Linked DNA regions of Mus musculus: region 2 is linked to region 1. A link is a contact called in public promoter capture Hi-C data. All regions are on one chromosome and are shown on one strand. The core of a region is the stretch at or near the end of the contact, and the rest is flanking DNA. Distances in the headings are between cores, read along the strand shown. Region 1 holds the start of Sugt1 (SGT1, suppressor of G2 allele of SKP1 (S. cerevisiae)). Region 2 has its middle 32 kb from the start of Gm31776.

Region 1 (7,136 bases), core at 3,441-5,940:
TGGTGGTACACGCCTTTAATCCCAGCACTCCACTCGGGAGGCAGAGGCAGGCGGATTTCTGAGTTCGAGGCCAGCCTGGTCTACAAAGTGAGTTCCAGGACAGTCAGGGCTACACAGAGAAACCCTATCTGGAAAAAACAAAGAAAAAAAGAAAGAAAAAAAAAAAGATTATAATCCCAGCATTAGAAAAGAAGAGGCAGAAGGATCTTTAGTTCAAAATCACCCTTGCCTACATAATGAGTTCAAGGTCAACCTGGGTTTCTGTGTCTTAAACTTAAAATAGGTTGAAAAAAAACTAAAAAAAAAAAAAAAAAAAGAAAGAAATTACCATGTCTGTAGTATGTAGTCTGTAGTATGTAGTATGTAGGCTCTACTATACAGCCTGGGCTAGCCTCAAACTTGCAGTCTCTTCCTTCAGCCCTGAGAGCTGAGATTATAGGATGAGCCACAGATTATTCATTCCTCTGCTTACAAAGTCAAGTCAGAGCTTCAGTAGTTCAAGCCACTTGTAAATGCTCTTTAGAACCACTAGTCAGTTGTTAGTTAAGAACAGTTCAGTCTCCTAAAGCGTGCAGACTTGGTAAGGATGTAACAAAAGAGACGTTTCTAAGACAACCATACAAACAATCAAAAACAATGAGAGCCAAACCTAAAGGAATTTACAAACATACAAATGGATTTATGAATAAGTGAGTTATAATAAAGCCCCAAACCAATCATTAAGATAATGATTCATAATCTTAGCTGACATGCTTTTAGTGTAGCACTGTTTGTTTTTGAAAAGCTGATGCCTCCGGGTGTGGTGGTGCACGCCTTTAATCCCAGCACTCGGGAGGCAGAGGCAGGCGGATTTCTGAGTTCGAGGCCAGCCTGGTCTACAGAGTGAGTTCCAGGACAGCCAGGGCTATACAGAGAAACCCTATCTCGAAAAAACAAAAAACAAAACAAAAACGAAAAGTTGCTGCCTGCAGAGAAGCATGGCTGCCGGTGGAAATAGCAAGAGGCAACACCCTTGGTGCCAACACGTGAATCACAGCAGCAAAAGGCTAGGAATTAGAGCAGACCTAAGCCAAACATATTGTAAACAAGTCCAAAAAGACACTTGCAGAAAATGAGTTCTGTGGCTTCCGTGGTAGAGCACTTGAACAGCATCAATTCCACCGCCACAAAGAAAAAGAAACAGGCGAGCAAAACCCACAGCCAGAAGCACGACACTAACCAGAACAGTAATGAGGGGGGAATGTAAGACATGAAAATGAAGACCTTTTAGATGGGTTGGGGCTGTAGCTCACTTGGTAAAATGTTTGCCTGGCACACAGGAAGCCCTGGGTTCGATCCCTGACACAGGCCTGGCATCCCGGAATGCATGGAGCACAAGTTCAACGTCATCCTGGGTTACACATGAGTTGAGGATAGCTTGGGATTCGTGAAACCCTGCCTCGGTAATTGGAGGAGGAGGCACAGCGGTAGACCATGTACTTTGCATGGGTTCAAACTCCAGCAAAGCTTTAAAAATAAAAAGGTGGCGCACGCCTTTAATCCCAGCACTCCACTCGGGAGGCAGAGGCAGGCGGATTTCTGAGTTCGAGGCCCGCCTGGTCTACAGAGTGAGTTCCAGGACAGCCAGAACTATACAGAGAAACCCAGTCTCGAAAAACCAAAAAAAGAAAAAAAAAAAAGAAAAAAATGTTTTTAATTAATACTAACTTTTAGTAAATTTTCAAATTTACTTTAAAAATGCTAATTAATGTTCAAAGAATCTCTAGGTGGGTGGGTGGGTGGGTGTGTGCGTATCTCAATCTGGTTCCTCTTCTTTTCCCTACCTTCACCTAGCTGGGGTCTAAGCACAGAAGCATTGCTTAGAGAAGAATGTCAGCACTGATTGCCACCACATGTTTACCAATCTCAAACTGCTCTCAACCAAGTGGCTTCCAAGTCAGCTCCTAGTTGGTGTATCACATAGCCCAGGTTCTCTCCCTGCCAGATGACCTTAATCCCTTGAAACTAGAAACCTGTTGCTTCCAAGCCTCTTTGTTTTGATCAAGTTAACCTTTTTACTCTGTACTTCAACTCCCTACTGAGTAAAAATGTAGCTTATGCCAATGAAGAGGGTTGCAAGAATCATGCAGGAGGAGTCCCAAGTGCTATACTGAGAACACAGCAGAAAGGAATCAAGATACACAAAACCCCCTGCTGTCTTGAGGCTATTTATTTTCAGACCTAATTTAGACAGAAAAACTAGCTCCCCTCAGCAGGAACCATTTCGGGCGAAACCTAAAGAATTCGGCATCGCCGAGTAAAATGAGATAAAGGTCAAGTGTATGTGGAGCAAAAGCAGATGCACCTCAAACAGTGTAGCTCTACAAAAAGAAAAAGAGTTCCAAGATATCCACTGCACCAGGCACCCTGATGGGCATTGGAAAGAAATTGTTTGGACCTTCATTTCGAGGGAAGGACATGGAAAGTTCTAGTAGGAGAGTGACATGATCCAACTGTCATGCTGGCTACTGTACCATGAACAGAGTAAAACCAAGCAGGACCAGAAACAATGTCAGTCGTCGTCCCCAACCCCACCCCACCCCCAAGCCCGCCAAGAAATCCCTTTCCCCAGTCTGAAATAGTTCCTATGTGCTAAGTTTTCCCCTCATCTCTGGCAAAAGGGATACATTAACATATCTCTGTGGTTCTCATTGGCGTGTCAAGGTCAATGGTAGCCTCCACACTTCCTTATTCCATACTCACAAGTCCCCCACCCCCTAACCCAGCCCACAGGCCCAGGTATGGCTTCCATATAACCCAGAAGATCTTACACACACACACACACACACACACACACACACACACACACGTATACCCCCCTACATCCCCCCACCCCGCATCTTGCTGCTCTCCTCAGAGACAGCCTTGGCAGTTTAAAATAAACTTCTTACCCTTGTACCCATGCTTCATTGGTACCCATTTTCATTCAAATAGAAGAAACTAGTAAAGTCCAGAATGTGAGGTAGCCAAGGGGCTGTAGAGAATTGCATGGAACACATTAGAAGGGGCAGCATCTGCCAATTATTAGGGCTTTGGGGGCAGCCTAGATCTGTAGCCAGCACTCAATAACCTTTTAATAATTATTCATTTCCTTCTCCTTTTTCAGTCCTTCCCCCTACTCTCAATTCGGGTTTTAATTTCCTTTGGCAGAAAATATAAAGATACTTGCGTCTGTAGCCCTAATCTCAAAGTCACTAATGCCTTGATTTTTGTTGTTTTGTTTCTTTTGAGACAGGGTTTCTCTGTGTAATTCTGGCCATACTGGAACTCTCATGGTAGACCAGGTGGGCCTCAAACTCAAGAGATCCACCTGCTTCTGCCGCCCAAGCACTGGGATTAAAGGTGTGCGCCAACACCAGCAGGCTCTCTAATACCGCGCTATCAAACCTCATGATCACTCTGTAGACCTAAGAATACAAAGCGGAGCTTGTAACATTAAAACAACAATGTAGCTATCCTAGTCTGCTAGTCTCTACAAAAGTGATTTCTCTAAGGCTCAAAACATAAAAATGTTTCCTTTTTTCCAGCGGGGGAGCTCTGAAGTGTCGGGAAGAATTTCACACATCCCAGGCTAGCCTCAACTCACAAAGTAGCTGAGGATGACCTTGAATTTCTGACCCTAGGGCATTCACCGCCTGAGTACCAGGATTACAGGCCTGTACCACCATACTTGACATGTGCCGATAACTCTCTGGAGTCCAGCCAGCGCTCCTAAGAAACATCCGTACAAAGCTAGTTTGTTCTAGACTTCACCTGAAATGGCCCAAAAGCAAATCATATAATACTAAAATGTAGGCAGGGTTTATTTACTGATACATCCCAAGAACTCGCAGGATCCAAAGTTTAAGGCCAGCCTAGATAAAAAGCGCGGTTTTATAAACAACTGTATAAAGAACAACCACAGTCATCTGTAAAGTGGAAGGCACAGAGGGAAAATGTTCTTTAGTAAATTTAATTAAGGACACTTAACAGTACCTGACATATAAGGGCAAACATAACTGTTAAAGTAAAAAATTGATACATCAAGCCCTATTTTCGCCTTTTCCTTGATCATAAATGCCATTATAAGTGCAACCACAGACAGTAACTATGTTTCCAAGAAATAAATGGGAGGGAGGTGCCCTCATCGGGAGCTTGTGGAGAGGAAGGGCAAGATCTATGGCAAAGGTATTAAGGAGACAAAGAGATTAAGTATCTTAATTTTGGGACTTAGATACATTGTAGCTTTGCTCCCACGAAGGTAATGCCGGGAAGAGGAGGGGTCTGTAGGGACCCAACAGTCCCAGTGAGCTCACTCACCTCTAATGCTGCCTGGGGATCCCCGTCGATCAGAGCATCTGAGAAGCTCTGGAAAAGCCTGCCAAGAAAACAACGACTTCAGCAGGTCTCTCTAATCAAGGAAAGAATAGAAAGACAAACAGCAAAGGTGAAGAAAATCACGCACCGCTGGGACGATGCAGGTCCTGCTGCAGCTGCCGCCATCCCTAGGAGTCAAGAAAGCTTCTGCCTGAGCGTTTCTACCTTGGTTACCAGCTCCGCCGCCGCCCAGGAAGGGAAAACTTCTAAAGAAACCCCAACTGAGCTTCCGTCCTCCGTAGCCAATCAGCGGTCGCGCAGCATGCAGCCGCGGAAAAGGAGGCGAAGGGTGGGCAGGTAGGCGCGGGGCCGGCTGGGAAAGAGGAGGAAACGCTCTCCGGCCCCGCCCCTACCCGTGACGCAGCCAAGCCCCCGCCCCGAGGGCGTGGCCGTGAGTCCCGCGCCCCGCCGTACGCCCGTGGGGGATCCGGCATGGCTTGTAAGCTTTGAAATATTGTCTCGGAGCCCACTGTAAGGTACTGGGGATCCGTCGGGAGGTAGTTCTGGCTTCGCTAAGGAGTGTCACGTTAAGCTCCGTTTACTCCGGTTTTCATCATGGCTACCGCCGGCGGCCAAGTTGTGCGTGACGTCACTCGTGGCAGCCAGGTCTTTTCCGGCAGCAGAGCCCGGGATGGCGCATCAGTTCGCATGACTCTCTCCGTGGAGAACCCGGACGGCCTGGCTCGCCGGAAGTCACGTTACCGGCATGGAGGACGGAGTTTTCCGGAGGGCCTGCCAGATGCCAGAGCTCCACACCCCAAGCTTCCTTCCTAAGTCGGCTTTCCAAACCAAGAAAAGCCTGTTTCACAAGCACCGCGTGGATGAAAGTGACCTATAGCTAATGGTCTTATTGCTGCTTTGTGTTCTAAGTAACCAGTAAGCCCCCCGTCCCCCGCCGTCCTTAGAGCCAAACATCACACTAGGAAGTTTCCTGCGAATTCTTTGAAACTGAGTGGTAAGGGGCAACAGGAGGGAGTGGCAGTTATAGGTTCACCAAACTTGATTTAAAAGCTCTTGATAACGCTCAGTAACTCGTTTTACCAAGTCTGTTTTAGTAGGTGAAATGATTGAAGTGGTCGTTGGCTTCCTCAAACAAGATATATATAAGACCTCAGTCTGGAAACATGACAGTCCACGAAGAAAAAGAAATTACAGTTCAGGCATTTGTGTACATATCCCCACTGTTAAACTCGCCCACTTTTCTGAGTTCTAACTTTAAAAGACCTAAGTTTTGTCTTCCCCACTTTTCTAGCACGTTTTCCATACTGGCCAAACGCCTAGTTGTGCTTGCTAGCTATCGTGGGTATTATAATTTTTTGTTACAACCTCAACCTACCAATCAATCACCCCTTGCAGATGCAAAAAATAACGGTGGGAGGACGTTTGAAAATACAGAGAAACTTGAGCCCATATTCAAGATGGAGAAACGGAGGTTACAAAGATTTAAGTATGTATGGGGTCATCAAGAGATGGAAGTGTGGAATACTACAAAGTTTAAAGTGTAACACATTTGCCACCTGTAGGTATATCCCATCTGTATTGTAAATGGGTTGTTTGAAGGGGGGGGGGGGTCGAGCCGGGGCGGGGAAGGGCTGATAGAAGATAACAGGTCCCAGAAAGGAATCTGAATCCACTTGTGGGAAAGGAGAAGTAGGTGGGAGAGACACTTGAGGCAGACCAGGGCCAGCTGGCCACTAAACTCAAAGAGGTGCAGGTTTCAGGTTTTAGTAAGTACTGAGAAGATCAAATTAGCTCAACTAAACTGAAGCTAAGCAGATCTGTAAGGGAAGGTAGAGAGCATCGTTTTGGATCTTTCCATTCAAGGTTGTTTTCCGTTTCTGTGAACCCTGCAGAAACTAGACTGTAAAAGAACAGATGCATAACGATGAGGAGTGTCTTCTGCATAATGTCTTTAAAGGAAATGTTAGTTTTGTTCCGTTTGCAGTTCTTTGCATGGCTGGGTGTGACTTCCTTCTTGGATGCATTTATTGCAGACACCTTGTGCCAGTTGGCATCTCTTAATATCGTCTGAAACAAGTTTTCACACAGATCAATTTATAATCATTTCTTTTTTAAAAATATTTTTATTACGTATTTTCCTCAGTTACATTTCCAATGCTATCCCAAAAGTCCCCCATACCCTCCCCCCCACTCCCCTACACACCCATTCCCACTTTTTGGCCCTGGCGTTCCCCTGTACTGGGGCATATAAAGTTTGCGTGTCCAATGGGCCTCTCTTTCCAGTGATGGCCAACTAGACCATCTTTTGATACATATGGAGCTAGAGTCAAGAGCTCTGGGGTACTGGTTAGTTCATAATGTTGTTGCACCTACAGGGTTGCAGATCTCTTTAGCTCCTTGGATACTTTCTCTAGCTCCTCCATTGGGGGCCCTGTGATCCATCCAATAGCTGACTGTGAGCATCCACTTATGTGTTTGCTAGGCCCCGGCCTAGTCTCACAAGAGACAGCTATATCAGGGTCCTTTCAGCAAACGCTTGCTAGTGTATGCAATGGTGTCAGCGTTTGGAGGCTAATTATGGGATGGATCCCTGGATATGGCAGTCTCTAGATGGTCCATCCTTTTGTCTCAGCTCCAAACTTTGTCCTGTAACTCCTTCCATGGGTGATTGTTTCCAATTCTAAGAAGGGGCAAAGTGTCCACACTTTGGTCTTCGTTCTTCTTCAGTTTATAATCATTTCTTTTGTGCCATGTGTAAGACTCTCTCTACTCAAAGGCTC
Region 2 (7,136 bases), core at 2,105-4,604, 630 kb before region 1:
AGGTGGCGCCTGATCCACTGGCATTTATAGCAGAATAGCAGTGTAGCAGCGCAGAATAAACAAAAGTTGACCTTGCTGGGGGATGGGAGAGGGAGCACAAGACCTTGCTGTGGCCAGCCTCAGCTTTCAGCTGCCAGAAGGTGACCTGGCCACAGAGGCTCAGAATCAAGTCTTGGGTGACTAGTGGGGCCAGAGAGATGTCGGAAGGGTTATTCTTTCACACTGACACCTTATGCTTTGTCATTTTGTCCAGTAGCATAGTCCGGAACCCCACAGCTCTCCTCCACCAATGTCAGATAATCCTCAGAGGCTCTCACTGGCCAATGGCACTGTGCTACCACTAGGTGACACTGGCTGGCTGCAGCTTGAATTGGTCTTGAGACTAGAGGGCACTGTTCTCGAGCCTGTTGATGCCCAGGTCTCTGTCCGAGGTGCTGACCAGCTCCAACAAGTTGGAAAATGCTCCACCCTTCAAGACAGCAAGGTAACTCAGACTTCCAGTGTCCTGGGCCTTTCTAACAAGGTCGATCACCTCTTCGGGGACACTTGGGGGATGTCGGAGAAAATGATAATCACTTCAAGAGCACTGACAAGCAGCATGTTCACGATGACCTTGTGGGTGTCAATCCAGGGCCCATGTCCAGGCTTGTAGATAGACTGGTGCTTGAAGATGGGGCTGCCAGAGCACAGGGAGAGCCAGAAAGTATGGCAGACTTCGAGCGGGATGTGTGCAACAAGGGTGATCACCTTTGTTCCTGGAATCCTCGTCAGAATTTATCATCACCCGGATCTAGCGGCAGCGATGACTCTGGTGCATGATCAGTCAATTCCACTTCAGTCAAGGTACCCTGATAAGGACTGGGCTGTGGTCATTGTCATCTAGCACAAACAATCAGGGGGCTGAGGTAGAAGAAGGAAGCTAGCAACCTCTGACCTGGACTGCCAACTCCAGGCTGTCGGCAGCCTGGCTAGGCAGTTCCAGCTCATGTAGCTGAACCAGATTGACAATGGGTGTGTCCTTGTGCCTCTACAGCTCCATGCAGAAGGGACTGTGATGCTTGGCTAGGCACATGTTCTGTGGCTCATTAGCACCCACACCCTCATCATAGGCACCTAGAAGGGTATGCTTGTGCCTACAGAGTTCTCTCCATCAGATTTTGAGCCCAGAGAATGTCAGTGGAAGGGTCGTTTACATTCCTTACCCCTCCTTGTATAAGAGCTCATTACATGGAAGGCCAGTGTACATTATGGGGCCTGACTGCACAGACACTCCAGGTTCAGGTCTGTGTCCCAGTCACCCACCCTCTGTCCTTTCATACCTAGAGCAGAGAGTTGAACTGCTTCACCAGGTGGGACTGACTGGATGTTCTGTGCTGAGATCAAGCTGAACATGGTCCTCTAGATCGCCAATGGCTGTGCCAGGATCTTCCTCCTCCTCCTCCCAGGAGAAAATCAACAATTTTGATGCAAAACTCAAAGCTCAAGTCACAGAACCAACACAAATACAAGTCTAACTCCTTGCAGTGGAAAAATTCAAAACTCAAACAAACAGCGCGCACACACACACAATTTTGCTCCAAAAAAAAAAAAAAAAAAAAAAAAAAAAATCCTAGATTCTGTGCTCAGACTTCTCGTCCTTTCAAAGCCCAGAAGACACTTGCCCTGCTAAGCACACTAAATGCTCTGCTGACATAATCACTTTCCTCACCCCAGTCTTTACCTCTGTAGAACTCCACTGAGTAGGTAGGAGGGAGTATAGAGGAAAAGTAGAAAAGTGGATACCTTCTTGGGCCAGTCCTCTGCATCTCTGGGTCTTTGAGTCACATAAAGACCTGGAGAAATGAACAATGCCCAAGGTTGTTGTACAGGAGTCATTAAAATCTCTTTATAAGTTTTCACATACCGGTACATCTGATTTGCTTTTGTAATGTGTGCATTTCGCGCATTGATCATAATACTATGGAATCCACGAGCTGTTTACTCTCTACTAAGGAACTCTCTTCCTTGGAGGCATAGCTACCCCTGGCTTTTACCACTTAAGATAAGTATATTACAATGTACAACTTCCCACCCCGTTATCGTCCATGTTGGAATGGCATTTCTTGTTTTGGAGACTCCTGTAATAACGACTTCTCTAGAGTGAGGCAATGTCTAATCAGAAGAGAACGATCTTCCAGAGTAATCATATCTGAATAGTCTTTCTATTGCGAAGGAACCACTAATGAAAACAAAACAAAACAAAACAATCTATACCCCTCCATCCTCTTTTATGTCAGTAATTACTTATATGTGAGGAATCAATGTCAGAGAAGTTTGTCAGCCTTGAACAACTGCAAGGGATACTTAAGGGTAAAAAAGAGATTTAAGGAAGTATACTGCAGTCAGTCTTGTTAGAAAATTGTTGCCTCCCAATTATTTTTTAAAAGCCCCTGGCTAAAGAAAACCACGGGTGGCCTGGTTGGCTGAAGGCTAAAGACACATTAAACCATCTGTCTAAAGGATAATAAATAGTCTCGTGTTAAGTTTCTTTATGTGTGAAGCGCTCTAAATGCTAAACAGTCCCACGCGTTAATGATGGCATTGTTCTTCGTGCCTAGGAGACATCATCACGGCAGAGTGCTCTTTTAACTAGTCATCTTGACTCACTGAGCAGACTGAGTTACTCATATGCACAAGCTTTTCTTGGCTCCTCCGTGATCTGTAGAATTGATTTCTTCAAGGACGTGTCAGAAAAAAATGACTAATTTTTTTTTTCCTTTCAGTCTTGGATAGGCATTGGCATTTATTTTTGCACTAGGACATGAGAATGTGATTCTGAGACCAGGCCACCTCTGATGAGATCATTAAATCTTTAGGTGTCCATGCTTAGTGACATATTTTGGCAATGACTTTTCATGCTAATTACCAATAACTGGTATCAGAGAAAGACCACAAGAGACTTGAGTTGGTTTGGGAAGGGTAGTCTGAAGTTTCAGGACAAAACAAACAAACAAACAAAAAAACAAAAAACACTCATTTGATCTTTTTGAGACTTTTAATCTTGCCTGATGAGGCAACCTTTGGAAAAACAAACAGCTATACCTCAGTACCGGTGACTGCAGATTCTTCTTGAGCAAGTATTTTCAATGGTATACAAAAGAGTTGCCTTTGTTAGAACTAAATACCACAGAAAGCCCCTGGTTATTTGGGCTCTGGGTCTCAGAGAGAATAGGGCAATCTTGACCTTCCCCTCAGGATCTTTATTCTTATATATTTATCAGCTGAAAACTGAAAGTGCTTCAGTGGACTCTCAAGTCCTTGCTGCCACATGCATTAGCCAGGAGAGGGACCCATTTAACCACGTTCGAAATCCTTTCCCTTCTTTCTCTCACACAACCTCTGCCAGGCTCAGTCTCTATCAGTTCTCAGCATTGGTGTTACCATGCATGTTCAGAAAAGCCATTTAGGATACAGAAAAATGAAGAATACTCTTAAGATTTCATCCACATAGCATCAAAAGATCCAGATGAAGTATGCAAAAGGCAAGTAATCAAACCTATTACTTCCACAACGCTATACATCTGGATGTTTATGTTTGGAAACATCCAGCAATGGTGTTTAAATGCCTGATTGCGTTTTCGCCCATCTTTCCTCCAGCTGTTTGGCATCAACGAGGCCGTCGCTGGAAAGGAATATGCTTTGCTGTTAGGGATTCGTTATTAGTATTATCATTGTTTTGTAGTAAACAACTACCTTATTAAAATGCTGCTTTATGAATGAAGGGCAGCTGGAGATTTGGAAAAGAGGCATTTTCTGAGGCAAAAAAGAAAATCAGTTCTATGCCAATAGAATGACAAGCTGAATAATATAAAAACTGTGTGCTCTGTTCTCCCTAGGGACTAAGACATCAGGAAGCTGTGTTTACAGCCCTGAGCTGTGATATTCTCATGTTCTATTCTGTTGGTGCTGTTAGATGAAAATCTCTGTTAATATTAAAAGCACTGTGGCAGAAATTTGCTTTAAGTTGCTTGTGTTCTCTTTCCTAGCATATTGCCAAAGTATAGGTCTATAAAATACATTTTGATTTCTGCTGGAGTAAAATATAAAGCAAAACCAACAGCATGGTCAAGGGTAATATTGCAGTCAGAAGAGGTAGACATGAAGCAGCAGCCTGGTTTTAAAGCAGGAGAATTTGATGAACAACCTATACATTTACTCCTAAACCCAAAACACCAAACATACTGTTGGTCACCAATATGTCAAGTAGTCACATCTATAACATGCAATTTATCCTTCGGTAATTTTAATAATACAGGTTTTATTTTGCTGAGCACATAAATACCAATATCTCCCATTATACACAGAATACATTGTAGGTACACTAAGGTAATTTTCATTGGAAACACATTTAAAAAAAAGTTAGCTTTCTAATTTCTAGTACCACCTTGCTATTTTCGTAATTCTTCATTCCTGTTACATAAAATTAGTAACATACATTTGGAAAAACTTAGGCCACAGGAAATTCCCACACATGTGTTAAAGTCTGCATCAGCTTTGCAGGACTCTGCACCAATACCTGTGTAGGCCAGGGACAGTTTCAGTGCCATTTAGAACAAAGCACATAGTGTCCTATCCTGAGACACATTTTCATTTCTCAACTGAAAAAACACTCCAGAGCCGAAGGGGCAAAAATCAGTTCTGTCTTTGTTGCTGTCTTTGAGCAGTAAGTTCTAAAAGTTGAAGCTATTAAACCTGATTGAAAGAAACAAATCAACCTTTCAGCTTTCCAAGATAAACCTTTTTGAAAAATCATACCTTGAAAAAAACTAAAGTAAGCATTTAGCAGAAGGAGCCTCCCAAATAAAGAAAGTGCCTTGCATTACCTCACAAGAAGGCACAATAGCTCATATTCATGCTACCTACCCCACTGCATAGATAACTTCTTATCAAATCATGGCTGTGTAGTTATTTATACGAAAAGGTATAAGCAAATTGATGATGTTCTGGGGAAAAAAATCACTTAGGGAAAACACTTCATCCCAAAGTCACCCAAAATAACATCTAAACACATAGTATAGAAACAAATGACATTTTATCAACCATTTACGTACTTTACCCTAAGAAAAATCACAGACAACCACTAGAGAATATCAACACTAATCACAAGCCACCCTTAGCATAAAATGAGCACTTAAATTATGAAATAGTCACATAAAAACAACATTTTTCATCATGTTAATAAAGATTTTATCAAAAGCATGTGATCTTCAGCTGCTACATAAAACTGGCAATTATACACTGCTGACTTTATTAATATCTCTGCATGAAGGAAATTAAGTCAATAAAAAACTCCTTTTACTGTTTTGGTTCATCTATGCCTCAAATCCAAGCGAGCTGGGGAAGCTGACTTCAGGTTTGAATCTCTTGTCTAAAGAATCAAGCGTTGGATGTTCACTGGGCCGAGAAGGGACCTTTTCTGCAATGAGAAAAGCAAGAAGAAAATAAAACAACAAAGACTGAGAAGGAATGCCCCCTTGTGCTTACTTTAATTGGTTTCTGTTTTTCTTGTAACCTGGTCCTCTAGTTCTGCTCTGCATAAAGCATGTGTGTATCCACGCCAAAGAGAGCAACCATTTCCAGAGCCTTTATCTACAGCTATTCAATTACATGTGTGATACAATAAACTGCACAGCCTCATGGGAAAAAAAAACACTAACTTTGGCATCAGAGTTTAGAGATACCACAAGTGCCAAACGGCACAGTTGTGTCAAGTCCAAATGAGAACCAAGCAGAAAAGACTATAGTCAACTGGAATTGCCAGGCATGGAGTTAACCTAGATGGAAGTTGAAAAAGATGCAGACACAGCCTTTGTAGAAGGATTGGATAGGTCAGTTGGTTGGAAAGTGTGGCTCAAGGAAAGTAGTACACTGGACAAGTGTGAATGTGGGATCTAGAAGAGAAGAACCTAATGGTGAATTTTAAATGTCAGTGGATATAAGGCAGCAATGAGAAAGCACTGAGGTCTGGTGAAAGAGTTTGCTGCCATGTTTCTAGACAACTGATGTCTATGATTGACTTCTCAGAATACTGATGAAATCCCAAATGATGATCAGACAATATTTAAAGTTGTGAGCCAAGATCCAGCTCCATGACTATCTCAGCGGAGACATCTTTCAGGTGAATTATGCAGGTGGTATTTGTGTGGCCTAAACTTCTTTCTGCCCCAAAACTTCCTGCCAAGACAAACTAAATAGAGACTGAAAGCAAGAGCAAAGTCAGTTAAGATGCCTTGGACCTAGGTATGAGATGTTAATGGCTTGAACGATGAGTAGCAAGATGTATCAGGTGGGAATTTAAGGAGCATTACAGTGAAGGAATCAGCGGGATGTCATGGCAAACAAGCCCTAGGCATGGGGAAATGAAACAGACAAATTATTCTACAGGCTTACGGGAGAATCATGTATCTTTGGGATTTCAATTTTCTAAGGAAAGCTGCATCCGTTCCCCAGTAGGATTCCCAAGCCTTCTTCTGATGCTCACTAGGTAAATGGCCAAAGACAGAAATCCTCAGTGATATCTGCACAGAATGCCTAGCCTAACAGATTCCATGGAATCTGGAGAAAAGGAAGATGAGAACAAAAAGTTCAGTCACACTGTGAGATCTTGAAACAACCTTGTCCTTCATTGTAGGCACTTGTACATTATGCTATGATTTATTAATTGAAAAGCATATATCTTACTCCTATTATGAATCAGAGTATGAACTATGACCTTATCAAATGTATCACACAGAGACTAGCTCAATGACTTCCATAGGAAAGGTACTCATTAATATTTGTGAAATATGAGTGAACGTTTCATAACAGCATGCTATTTCTATGCAATAGCACCTACCATCATGTGAACTCAAAACTACAAAACCGGCTTAGGATTCATAAGGTTGATATCTGGAAATGAGTATAATATGAGACCTCTATAATAAGTACAACTTACTAAATAATATTGGCCCAGCCAGCTATAATAAAACTGGCTTCTTGGGTGAAGTTTAACACTTAGCAAGAAATATCAGACATTAATAGTTTTTGCTGAATCAACATCCAAATCTGAGACTGCCTATCTCTTCTCCAAGCTAATTCATGAAAGAAGAGCATGACAG

The links. Promoter capture Hi-C pulls out the DNA fragments that hold promoters and counts their contacts.
Region 2: a promoter capture Hi-C map of hippocampal neurons shows a contact between it and region 1, with 13 times the contacts expected there. The contact joins the enhancer-like site here to the promoter of Sugt1 in region 1. A contact is called at or near these places in 2 of 39 promoter capture datasets (cranial neural crest and hippocampal neurons) and 12 of 115 datasets of contacts at active chromatin or transcription factors (SST interneurons, craniofacial prominence, differentiating embryonic stem cells and 8 more).

The regions. Positions count from the first base shown.
Region 1 is chr14:79,585,214-79,592,349 of GRCm38.p6, reverse strand. It overlaps Sugt1 (SGT1, suppressor of G2 allele of SKP1 (S. cerevisiae)), which reads right to left and starts at 4,690. Exons shown (of 13, transcript NM_026474.6): 1 at 4,484-4,690; 2 at 4,339-4,396. The coding sequence starts at 4,521.
Region 2 is chr14:80,209,324-80,216,459 of GRCm38.p6, reverse strand. It overlaps the pseudogene Gm17923. Among named protein-coding and RNA genes, the nearest start is that of Gm31776, 32 kb to the left of the region's middle. Within about 2 kb of position 3,354, at least 12 of the 459 cell types and tissues checked have an H3K27ac peak or open chromatin away from gene starts, as enhancers often do. A contact at or near this core is called in SST interneurons and hippocampal neurons, where this site is marked.